Regions from separate parts of the Ovis aries genome. Here region 1 is linked to region 2. A link is a contact called in public Hi-C data. All regions are on one chromosome and are shown on one strand. The core of a region is the stretch at or near the end of the contact, and the rest is flanking DNA. Distances in the headings are between cores, read along the strand shown.

Region 1 (5,011 bases), core at 670-3,169, 48 kb before region 2:
AATGCTCTTCCCTACACTCCTCAAATGATTGGCTCCTGGCATAGATCTCCGCTGAAATGTCACCACCCCAGAGAGGCCTTCCCCAGTGTCCAGGAAAGCAGGGGCTCTGGCTCTGATAGTCCCTTCAGCACCTCCTTACCTCCTCAGCTCTTTGCACCTTGGGATTAGAAGTTTGTCTCTCCACTGGACTGAAAGATCTATGATTGGGAGACCGTGTACACTTTCTTTATCTCTGTATATCCAGCATTTACCAAGATGCCTGGCACATAGTCAGGGGTTAATAAATATTTGTGTGAAGGAAGAAAGGGTGGATGACTGATTAGCAAAAACACTGAGAACAACCTACATGTCCATCAGTAGGGGATTGCTGTTGTAAATGATGGCATGGTGGGATACTAGGCAGCCATTAGATGGATATAAACCCACATGGAAAAATGTTCCTGGTGTCTCGAGAAGTAAAGAAAGGAAGTTGGTTCCTTTCTAATTAAAAATGTCAGAGCATGACATTTTTAAAATGTCAGGAGCATGTATATAAAGGCACAGATATGTCTGTAAACATAAGAAAGTCAACAGCATACACCAACCGAAGTACCCCTGAGGAGCAGGATACAGACATTGTCACGGTTTATTTTCTATGTAGTACTTTGCTTAGACATCACCTCCTCTGAGAACCCTTCTGATGGTGCCTTTGTGTTGGAGGAGCTGCCTTGGAGTGTGTAGGCAGGTGCTCCAAAGCAAGGCCTTGGTGTTCCTTCCTCGGAGTCCATCCAGAGGCCATTGAGTGCATGCAGGCAGCTGGGACAGGGGACAGCAGCTCCCCTGGGTGCGTGAGTTTGTCCACGTGCAGGTGAAAGCAGAGCTGCTGAGGACAAAGAGCAGACTATCTCTACCCGCCAGGTGACATTGCTGCAGGCGGCCTTGGGCTATCAGAAGAGTTCCACAATGTGACGGGAAGCCTGGCCTCCGTGCAGGTCTGGACCCAGCCGGCTCAACTGCAGATTTGAGACAGTCAGCTTCGGCTGTGGGAGGTGCACAGGGCAGCCCCTCACTGTCCGCTGGGCGCCTCTGAGAGGGGTGAGATGCAGCTCGGTGAAAACAGAAGGACCCCTGCAGCCTGCCCGCTTGCCTCTGTCCCACAGTGACTGTCCCGTGAGGCCTGAGACCGCACAGTCCAGACCAACGGGGCCAGGGGAGAGGAAGGAAGAGCGGCCAAGGGCTCAGGGTCAGATGTCTGCGTTTCTATTCCCACGGGTGCCGCTCATTATGCTTGTCAGGAAACGGAAAAGAGCGCAGACCTTCGCCTCCACTTTGTTTCGGATCTCAACCCAGTCTCTCTTCCCCTTGCCTGTCTTAGAAAAGGTTTCCCATCTGGACAGTCACGGGGTGGTGCAGGCGTGGGCCCTCCCTCTGGACTCCCCTAGTTCCCAGTGGTTTCCTGTTCACACCTACCAACCCTGTGACCCGGGACAAATGGCGTTGCCTCCTGTGCCTCGGTTTCCCCACTAAATTAGGCAACGCCTGGGAAGTGTTTAAAATGGGCCTCATACCTGCAGGTGCATCTGTTACTATTTGTGTAAGCTGTCTTACACAAAAACAAATTGTCTACCTGTCTGTCTGGGGGTAATAACAATACCTATTTCACTGAGCTGTTGTTAGGATTAAGTTAGATAATGCATGTCAGGTGCTTGGTGTGTTCAGCGTTTACTTGTTTTACTAAAGATAATAAGATGGGAATGGGATGCCGGGAGTGGGGTGGGGGGATTAGCATGGTGGCTGCTAGTGATATCCCAGGAATGGCGTGCAGGACCTCTGGTGGCCCAGGAAGTCATGTTGGTTCAATGGTGTTGTTATTGTGCTGGGTGTTGCTGAGTCGTCTGGTTAGTCAACTGCCTGTTCCCTCAGACCCATTTAAACCAGCTCCATCTGGCCTAACTTTCCCAACGCACCATCCTGGCAGCTGTCACAGGCCCAGAGCACTGGGCAAAGTGTCAGGCCTGCTGCAAAATATGTTGGAACTTTATCTGACCCCTGGCTCCTGTCCCATCCAGAAATACATTGGCTGAAACTTGCAGCCAAGCTCAAACAAGCCTGGGGGTTGGAGGGGGAGGCGGTTCTGAATCACAAACCAGCTATTCCCCACACCCTCCATCTTTGTTGGCCCCCTTTTTATTTGCACAGTTCTACTGATTAATGCTGTTCCTAGTTATGAAACAGTTTTTAAAACCAAAGGTTTAAAAAAATAAAATAAATAAATAAATAAAACCAAAGGTTTAATCCTGAACCCTGGATTTGCAGATAAGGGGAAGAGGACTGTCCCCTGCAAACTCAGAGAAGTTCATTGCTGAATTTTCCTCTTTTTCTTCTTTCACTGTTCATTTGCAGTCACCTTTCTGGAGGCCAGGATGATCCTCTAGGCCACTGTCTGGAAATCCCCAGAAAGAGGCTGTGACAATGGCAGCGCTGGCAACCATGGTGGGCTGGCACCTGGCCAGCTTTGGAGAGGGTGGTGCTAAGTCTGGGAGTCTCCACCTCAGTCAAGGTCTGGTGGAGCCTGTGTCCCTGCACCCCCAATCCAGTCTTTGCAACTCCCTCTAGGGGCCTCCCAGGCAAGTGTAGCAGGCCCCCAGGCCAGGAGGCCTTCCTTCAGGTGCTCCTAAGAGTAAGTCTTAGAATTAATCTCAGTCTTAGAATAAAAGGAATTCCAGGAGCACCCCACCCCAAGCATGCATTTGGGCTTTCAGAGAGCTGGCTCACTAGAGAAAGGAAATGAAGAAAGGGAACGTCAGTGTGGTATGGTTCAAAGAGTTCTAGATACTAGGTTAATTTTCAAGAGCTCCAAAATTTCCCATTACACTGGTCATACTGTCAAGACCCTAAACTTCACAGATTTGAAATTCATCAGATTCAGAATTTTTGAAAAATCAGCCTTGTCAAATTTGAGTATGGACTGGATATGAGATGATACTATGGAACTATTGGTTTTCTCAGTGTGCTTATATAGGAAAACAGTCTGTTCCTAGGGAAAGTCAAAATCACTCAGTCATGTCCTGCTTGCGACCCCATGGACTGTAGCCCGCCAGGCTCCTCTGTCCATGGAATCCTCCAGGCAAGAATACTGGAGCGGGTAGCCATTCCCTTCTCCAGGGGATCCTCCCAACCCAGGGACTGAACCCAGGTCTACCCACATTGCAGGTGGATTCTTTACCGTCTGAACCACCAGGGAAGCCCAGGAATACTTGAGTGGGTAGCCTATCCCTTCTCCCCCAGATCTTCCCAACCCAGGAATCAAACTGGTGTCTCCTGCACTGCAGGCAGATTCTATACCAGCTGAGCTACCAGGGAAGCCCTCATTCCTAGGAAATTCATGGCTAAATATTTGGGGCTAAAATATCATGATGCCAGCAACTTCTTTTCAAGTGGTTCACTAAAAAAGCTTGCTACAGATAAAGCAAATCCTGCAAGAGGTTAACAATCATTGCATTTAAGTGGAAGGTACGTAGGTGTCTATTGTGCCATTCTTGCAGGATTTCTATTTGTGTGAAGACTTTCTCCCTAAAATCTTAAAGGGAAAAAATTTAAATAAAATAAGCTATCCACGTGCAAAACAAGACAGTGTGTCATTCTGCCGGCTCTAGCTGAATTTTACCTCTTCTCTGAGGACAGAAATAGTAGAAACAAGATGGCATCCAGGATTGCAGAGTTGAGCCAACCAAAGAGAACCAGTTATTTTTAAAGAGTTTATTAAGTACTTGTCTGGAAACAGTACTGGTCGTTAAAAATCCTTTTAGTTCATGGCCAGTGGAGGACTCATTGTGGAAAATGGGAGATTTCAGCCCTTTTAGCTTATTGGCACCAGATTTAACACAAATCAGGAAACACATTTTGAAGACTTGCTGTGAGCACGGCCCTGAAACATCACCAGAGGTGTTTTTCCCCTGCCTGCAGTCTGATACTGCGTGCAGGGTAGCCATAATTTTTCACTGTGGTTTTTATGGGCTGAATTGTGTCCCCCACAAAACTCCTATGTTGAAGTCTTCATCCTCAGTACCTCAGAATGTGAACTTATTCAAGAATAGGATCATTGCAGATGTCTTTAGTTAAGATCCACCCAACAGGGTGGATTCGATCCAATCTGACTGGTGCCCTTATAAAAAGGGGAAATTTGGGCACACGAAGAGAGCCACATATACACAGACAGAACAACTTGTGAAGATAAAGCAGAGACGGGAGGGCTGCTTCTCCAAGCCAAGGAATGCCAGAGCTTGCCTGCAAACCATCAGAAGCTAGGAGTGAAGCAGGGACTAGATTCTTCTTCAGAGCCTTCGGGTGTCAGCATTACTGAGAACTTTATTTCAGATTTCTAGCCTCCAAAACTGTGAGACAGTACATCTCTGTTGTTTAGGCCACCTAGTTTGCGATTATTTGTTATGGCAGCCCTAATCAACTAACACAGTAGAAAAATGAACATACCATAAAATTTGCTATATTAACCGTTTTTAAAGTATGCACTGAATTAAAGACATTCACGTTATTGGGCCACCATTTTTTTATTTTTAGCTAGGGAAAAACCCAAGACTGTGGGAAAGTTGGAAACCCTAGTTCCATATCTGCTTCTGCTTAGCTGAGTGACCTAGTTCATCATGTGCGCAATAAAGAGACAGGCAGACTACTTCCTGCTCTGATACTATCATTGCACATATGTGGAGAAATTATAATAGCTCACAGCTTAGTGAGCAATTATTATGTTCCAGGACCATCCTAAGGGCTTTACAAGGCTTATCTCTTTTAGTAATTACAATAACTTTATCAGGGAGGTATCATTAGTCCCATTTTACAAATTGGGAAACTGAGCCTCAAAAAGACTAAAAAGATTAACTGAGCCTCGGTTTTGGCAGCCCTGGGATTTGAATGAAGGTAATAACCACCACTGTGCCTACTGCCTTCTAGCTCTTTTGGCCACAGTGGCCTGGGAGGAAGTGAAAAACAGAAGGTACTGATTGGATTGAAACAT
Region 2 (5,060 bases), core at 250-2,749:
TGACCAGAGATTGAAGCAGGCCCCCTGCGTTGGGAGCACAGAGTCTTAGCCACTGCACAACCAGGGGAGTCCTCCTCCCCTTGGCAGCTTTTCAACTGAGGAGTATTAGAGTGATACCTTCTAGGAGCCGAACTCTTTTTTTTCATGGAAAGTTCATTTTGGCCACAGAGCCAGTAGGACTCAAAAGAGACTGCGAAAGCTCAGGCTGGATGATGGTTCCTCTGTTCTTAGATTCAATGATTCCCCGGGGTCATGAAGAGGTGTAGAAGTCTTGAGGTTGAGCCTCTGCTTTCATATTTGCCCAATGAGGACGCCCGCTGGTTGGCAGCAGAGTAAGGCTTAACTACGGGTGCAGCCAGGGCTTGCGCTCCCAGACAGCCCAATGCTGCCTTCCTCCTTGGGTATCCCTCCCCGCTTCTGCTGCTTCTATAGCTCTGCTCTCAGAATGAACTCTCCTCTGTACTGAGAGATGGCATGGGGATGAGGTCTTGCTTTCTTCCTGGCTCCTAAGTCTATAGGTTTCTGGAGGCAACAGCACCTGGGTCCTCCAGCTGCCATCTCAGGCAGGCTGGGAGACTGTGATTTTCCTTTTCATGATCAGGAGTGCTTTCAAAAAGCACTCTAGCCTTGAGCATTGAATCAGTATCACAGAATGAGCCTTGAGTCTTCTCTGGGCAATGACACTGTTCCAGGATAGACGGTCCTAGGTTGTCCTCTAGGCAATATGTTGGAGAGCTAAGTTACCGTGACTTCATAGGATATTCCAGACTTACTGTATTTTGGAGAGTGCAGAAAGTTAAGTGGGTAGAATCTGACTCCAACAACCCCCAAGCATGAACTTTAGGTTTGCTAAACAGATGAAATGCCCATGCTTGTGTGGTTTATATGCCTGGAGATTTCTGAGAAAAGGAGAGGGAGAGAGGGTGTGGGAGTTTACTTCAGGCCTTCAGGGCCAGGCAAGGAAGGAGGAGAAACCAGTCCAGAGGGAACAACATCTCTCAGCATTGTCCATATACTTTAAATTTGATCCCTTCAGACCGCCTCTTATCCTGGTTTGGCTCAGAGCCCAGAAGGGAGGTTCCTTCGGTAATTCTGAGCTTGGAACATCTGCCTTCCCCTAAAAGTAAGTAAATAAGTACAAATCTGTCAATGCTTTGTTTCTCAGCCAGAGCAGCAGTACTGTGAACAGTATTGCCTAGTGGCTGGTAGAGATCACTTCGATGCCTTATGCCAGCCTAAGGGGCTTAACCTTCCAGGCCCTGAGGAGCCTGCATCCTGAGTTATTCATTGTGAAGGGCAGGATTCTTGGTCTCTTTCTTAGGTGTACCCTGGCCTTGTCAGAGAAATGCTGTCTTGATGGAAAGTAGAGCATGGCTCAAAACAGTCTGGTTCTTGCTTCCTTCTCCTGAGAGGGCACACCCCTCCTCAGTTTACAGGCTCAGCTCCAGCCACACCAGATGACTTTCGGAGTTCCACGAACGCAGCCCTGCCTATGTGCGTGCTAGTCCCTGTACTTGGAACGCTTCTCTGGCATCTTCCCCTCTAACCCCGACTGACCAGTCCGCTCAGGCCCAGGCTCACCTTCCCTAGGAAGATTTCCTTGTCATCTCCCCTTCCTTCCCACCACCAAGCCCTCTTGGCTTCCACAGCACCTCGTATAGACCAGAGTCATGGAGTTATGGTGCTGTATAGATTCCATGTTTCTGCTTACTTGTCTGCTTTTTTCACTGGTCCACGTGTTTTGTCAACAGGCTGCAGGAGAGTTACATGAAACCCCCAATTATAGACCTGCTGGCTCCCAGGAATCATGCTAGCGCGTCTGTACTTTTATTAAGCTTAATTCTGAGGCCCAGCTAGGTTTGGGAACGATTGCCCCTTCTTTGTATTTCTGTTGCCTTACATATTACCAGAGACAATAGTAGGCCTTTGAGAAATGTCTGACCCTTCTAATCTCTCTCTGGCAGCCTCTTCTTGTTTTCACTCCTTTCCCTCAGTAGCCTCAGACCAACCATCTGCTTTCCCTCTTGTGCTTACCGTGTAACCACCAACTATGCATTTTTTTTTTTTTTTCTATTCCTACTGCCAGGCTGCTAAGAGCTCCTGGTATACTTCTCCAATGACTGGTGCCATGGCAAATTTAGGGACTTGAACTGCAAATGGCCCCTGAATGTGCTTGGCAGTCTGACCCTGGTCAACTCCTTCCCATTCTTCACAGGGACCATTCCCAATCCCACTGTTCCCGCCTCCTCCTGCCACAGGCCACAGACCAACTTGCCTCCTGCATCACAGAGAAAATAGGAGACTTCTGATAGGAACTCCCTCAACTTCCTGCCACCTCACCTGCATTTACCCACATCAGCACTACCCTTTCACCCTCCTTCCTTTCTAATAATCGCTCCACCTGGGCTCTGGACCCCATCCCTCCCACTTGCAAGGGACCTCACACCCTCAATTATGCCTTCTTTCTGGCCTCTCCCAAAAACAAATGTCTTCACTGTGTTTCTTCCTGTAACTGTCACCCTCCCTGACCTTCATTTTTGCTTCCCCTTACCACTTAACTTCTTAAAAGTGTTGCCTAGATTTGGCCTCACATTTTCGCCTTCCACTCACTCTCCCAGCCACAGCAGACTGGCTCTGCCTCCACTGTACCACTTAGGTGGCTGCTCTTGAGACAAGGTCACCAACAAGCTCCTTGGTAAAGTCCAAAGGCCTTCTTCACCCCTGTCACTTAACTGCTTGGCTACCCCAGATACTGATGTTTGCAGCAGCCCCCTTCTTAAAATGTCCTTTCCTGGTTGCCTTGATGCCATATTCCTCATTTTTCAGTTATTTCTGGTGACTTCCTGCCAGTTGCTTTCCTGGGCTCCTCCTCCTCTGAGAAGGTTCCAATTCTCTTCTCACTGTGGGTTTTCTGCCTGGGCAGTGCCATTCGTGCCTACCTTTGGCTGCATATCTCTAGTCTGGAGAGTCCCAAATCTAACTCTAGCCTAGATCACTCTCCTGAGCTATAGACAGAAAGTCACCTGCCAGATATCTCCTTGAATCCATATCTCTCCCTGTATCCCTGTCTCAGTGAATAGAATCCCGTCCATCAGCTATTTAGACACGAAACCCAGGTGTCCTACTTGAATTCTCCAAGTCTGACGAGTCACCAGGTCCCACAGAGGCTATTCCTTAACTCTCAGTTAAAATCTATCCTCTTGTCTCCACATTTTTAAGGTTTCAGTTAGGTGTCCCCTGGATTTCCATGACAGCTCCCAAAAGGATCTGGGTCTTATCACTGCTAATTTGCACTGTTCCTTGCAGCAGCTGCTGCTGCTGCTAAGTCGCTTCAGTCCTGCCCGACTCTGTGCAACCCCATAGACGGCAGCCCACCAGGCTCCCCAATCCCTGGGATTCTCCAGGCAAGAACACTGGAGTGGGTTGCCATTGCCTTCTCCTTCCTTGCAGCTAAGATTTCTAAAGTGAAACCAGATCTTGTCATTCCCCTACTTCAACCCCTTTAAGGGTTCCCCACTGTCCTCTAGTTGAAGTTCAGATTCCTTATCAAAACCCATCCGGTCCAGTTTTGTCTCATCTCTTGCCTTTATAAATCATCCATAACAAAGCAACCACAGCCCCACAGAAGCACAATGCCCTTCCTCACTCTTGGGCCTTTGCATATTTTGTACCTTCCATCTAGAAAGTCCTTCCTTCTCACCCCACCTACCTGTTCGCCAGGTCTTAGCTGGAGTGGGTTGCCATTTCCTTCTTCTTTTCTAACCCTTGCTCAGCTGGGTTAGCTGTCTCTGATTTTACATGGTTTCTGTTATCATACAGTTTTTAGACTGAAAATTACTCTTTTACCTCTTTTAATATATTTATATAAACTCAAAGCTGATGACTGTCTTGGTTGACAGCATATCCTCAGCATCTAGCACATGCTAGACACAGAGTAAGTGCTCAGTAAATGTCTTTAGAATGAATAAAAGACATTTGGAAATAAACATCCACTCTGTTGTTTCTTTGGAGTAGGAAATGGCAACCCACTCCAGTATTCTTGCCTGGAGAATCCCAGGGACAGAGGAGCCTGGTGGGCTGCCGTCTATGGGGTCGCACAGTCGGACACGCCTGAAGTGACTTAGCAGCAGCAGCAGCTGTTGTTCCTGGTAATAAACTGTATGTGGTTTCATTACCTTCCCTAAAGAGCTTATATTATAAAAATGAAGTAAGTGGATTCTGGAGAAACAGCTTCTCTAGGGAGACTGGTGGAGAAGGAAATGGCAACCCACTCCAGTATTCTTGCCTGGAGAATCCCAGGGACAGAGGAGCCTGGTGGGCTGCAGTCTATGGGGTCGCACAGAGTTGGACACAACTGAAGCGACTTAGCAGCAGCAGCAGCAGCAGCAGGAAGACTGGACAGACTGGAGAAATCAGAGTATCTGGAGAGGTGGAGGGCAGCTTGTGGAGCTGATGTGTGGAACCACCATCGGGCCTGTGTGCAGGAGCCTATGAGGAAGGCAGGGAGCCACCAGCATCATTTGCCCAGGCTCCTCCCATGGCTGTTTTGGACACAGCTTCCACTTGTCAGTACAGCATTATAGAGAGCTCTGGGCTGGGCTCTGGCTTATTGTCTTGTCAATTAATTACCTTAGGCATTTCTCCAGTATGGATGCTGCACCATAGCTAGCCCAGCTTCCACATGAGGGTAGACAGAAACATACAACAAATTCATACTTCCATTCACTCAGTAAATGCCTGCAGCATACCTACCATGTGCCAGCTAGTGTTCTAGCTACTGAATACACATTCAGCAATGAATGAGACAGATAAGGGCCTGTTAACCAGGCGGATGAACTAGATGGTCTCTAAGATTTCTTCCATTCAGCTCTAAATTCTGAGACTTCCTCTTTGACCAGATGCAAAGAAAGAAGGCAGGCTAGTAGCACAGGGTCCCGTTCCAGCCTCCTCCTTCCATTCTTCACTCTTGGTGCCATTTCGATCCCAACTCAGCTCTGGGAAACCAGAGATCAAGCATCATTTGTCTTCTGCCTGCAACCCCAAACTTCCCCAAGTGTCTG

The links. A called contact is a pair of places that touch in the nucleus more often than the background predicts.
Region 1: a contact with region 2 is called in a Hi-C map of skin fibroblasts, with 4 times the contacts expected there. The contact joins two enhancer-like sites. A contact is called at or near these places in 6 of 16 Hi-C or Micro-C datasets (blood, muscle, omental adipose tissue and 3 more).

Annotation. Positions count from the first base shown.
Region 1 is chr25:27,584,984-27,589,994 of ARS-UI_Ramb_v3.0, reverse strand. No RefSeq gene overlaps it. Among named protein-coding and RNA genes, the nearest start is that of DDIT4, 28 kb to the right of the region's middle. Within about 2 kb of position 1,919, at least 19 of the 54 cell types and tissues checked have an H3K27ac peak or open chromatin away from gene starts, as enhancers often do. A contact at or near this core is called in muscle, where this site is marked.
Region 2 is chr25:27,536,155-27,541,214 of ARS-UI_Ramb_v3.0, reverse strand. All of the region lies in intron 1 of LOC105604982 (a long non-coding RNA gene), which reads left to right. Among named protein-coding and RNA genes, the nearest start is that of ASCC1, 15 kb to the right of the region's middle. Within about 2 kb of position 1,499, at least 19 of the 54 cell types and tissues checked have an H3K27ac peak or open chromatin away from gene starts, as enhancers often do. A contact at or near this core is called in muscle, where this site is marked.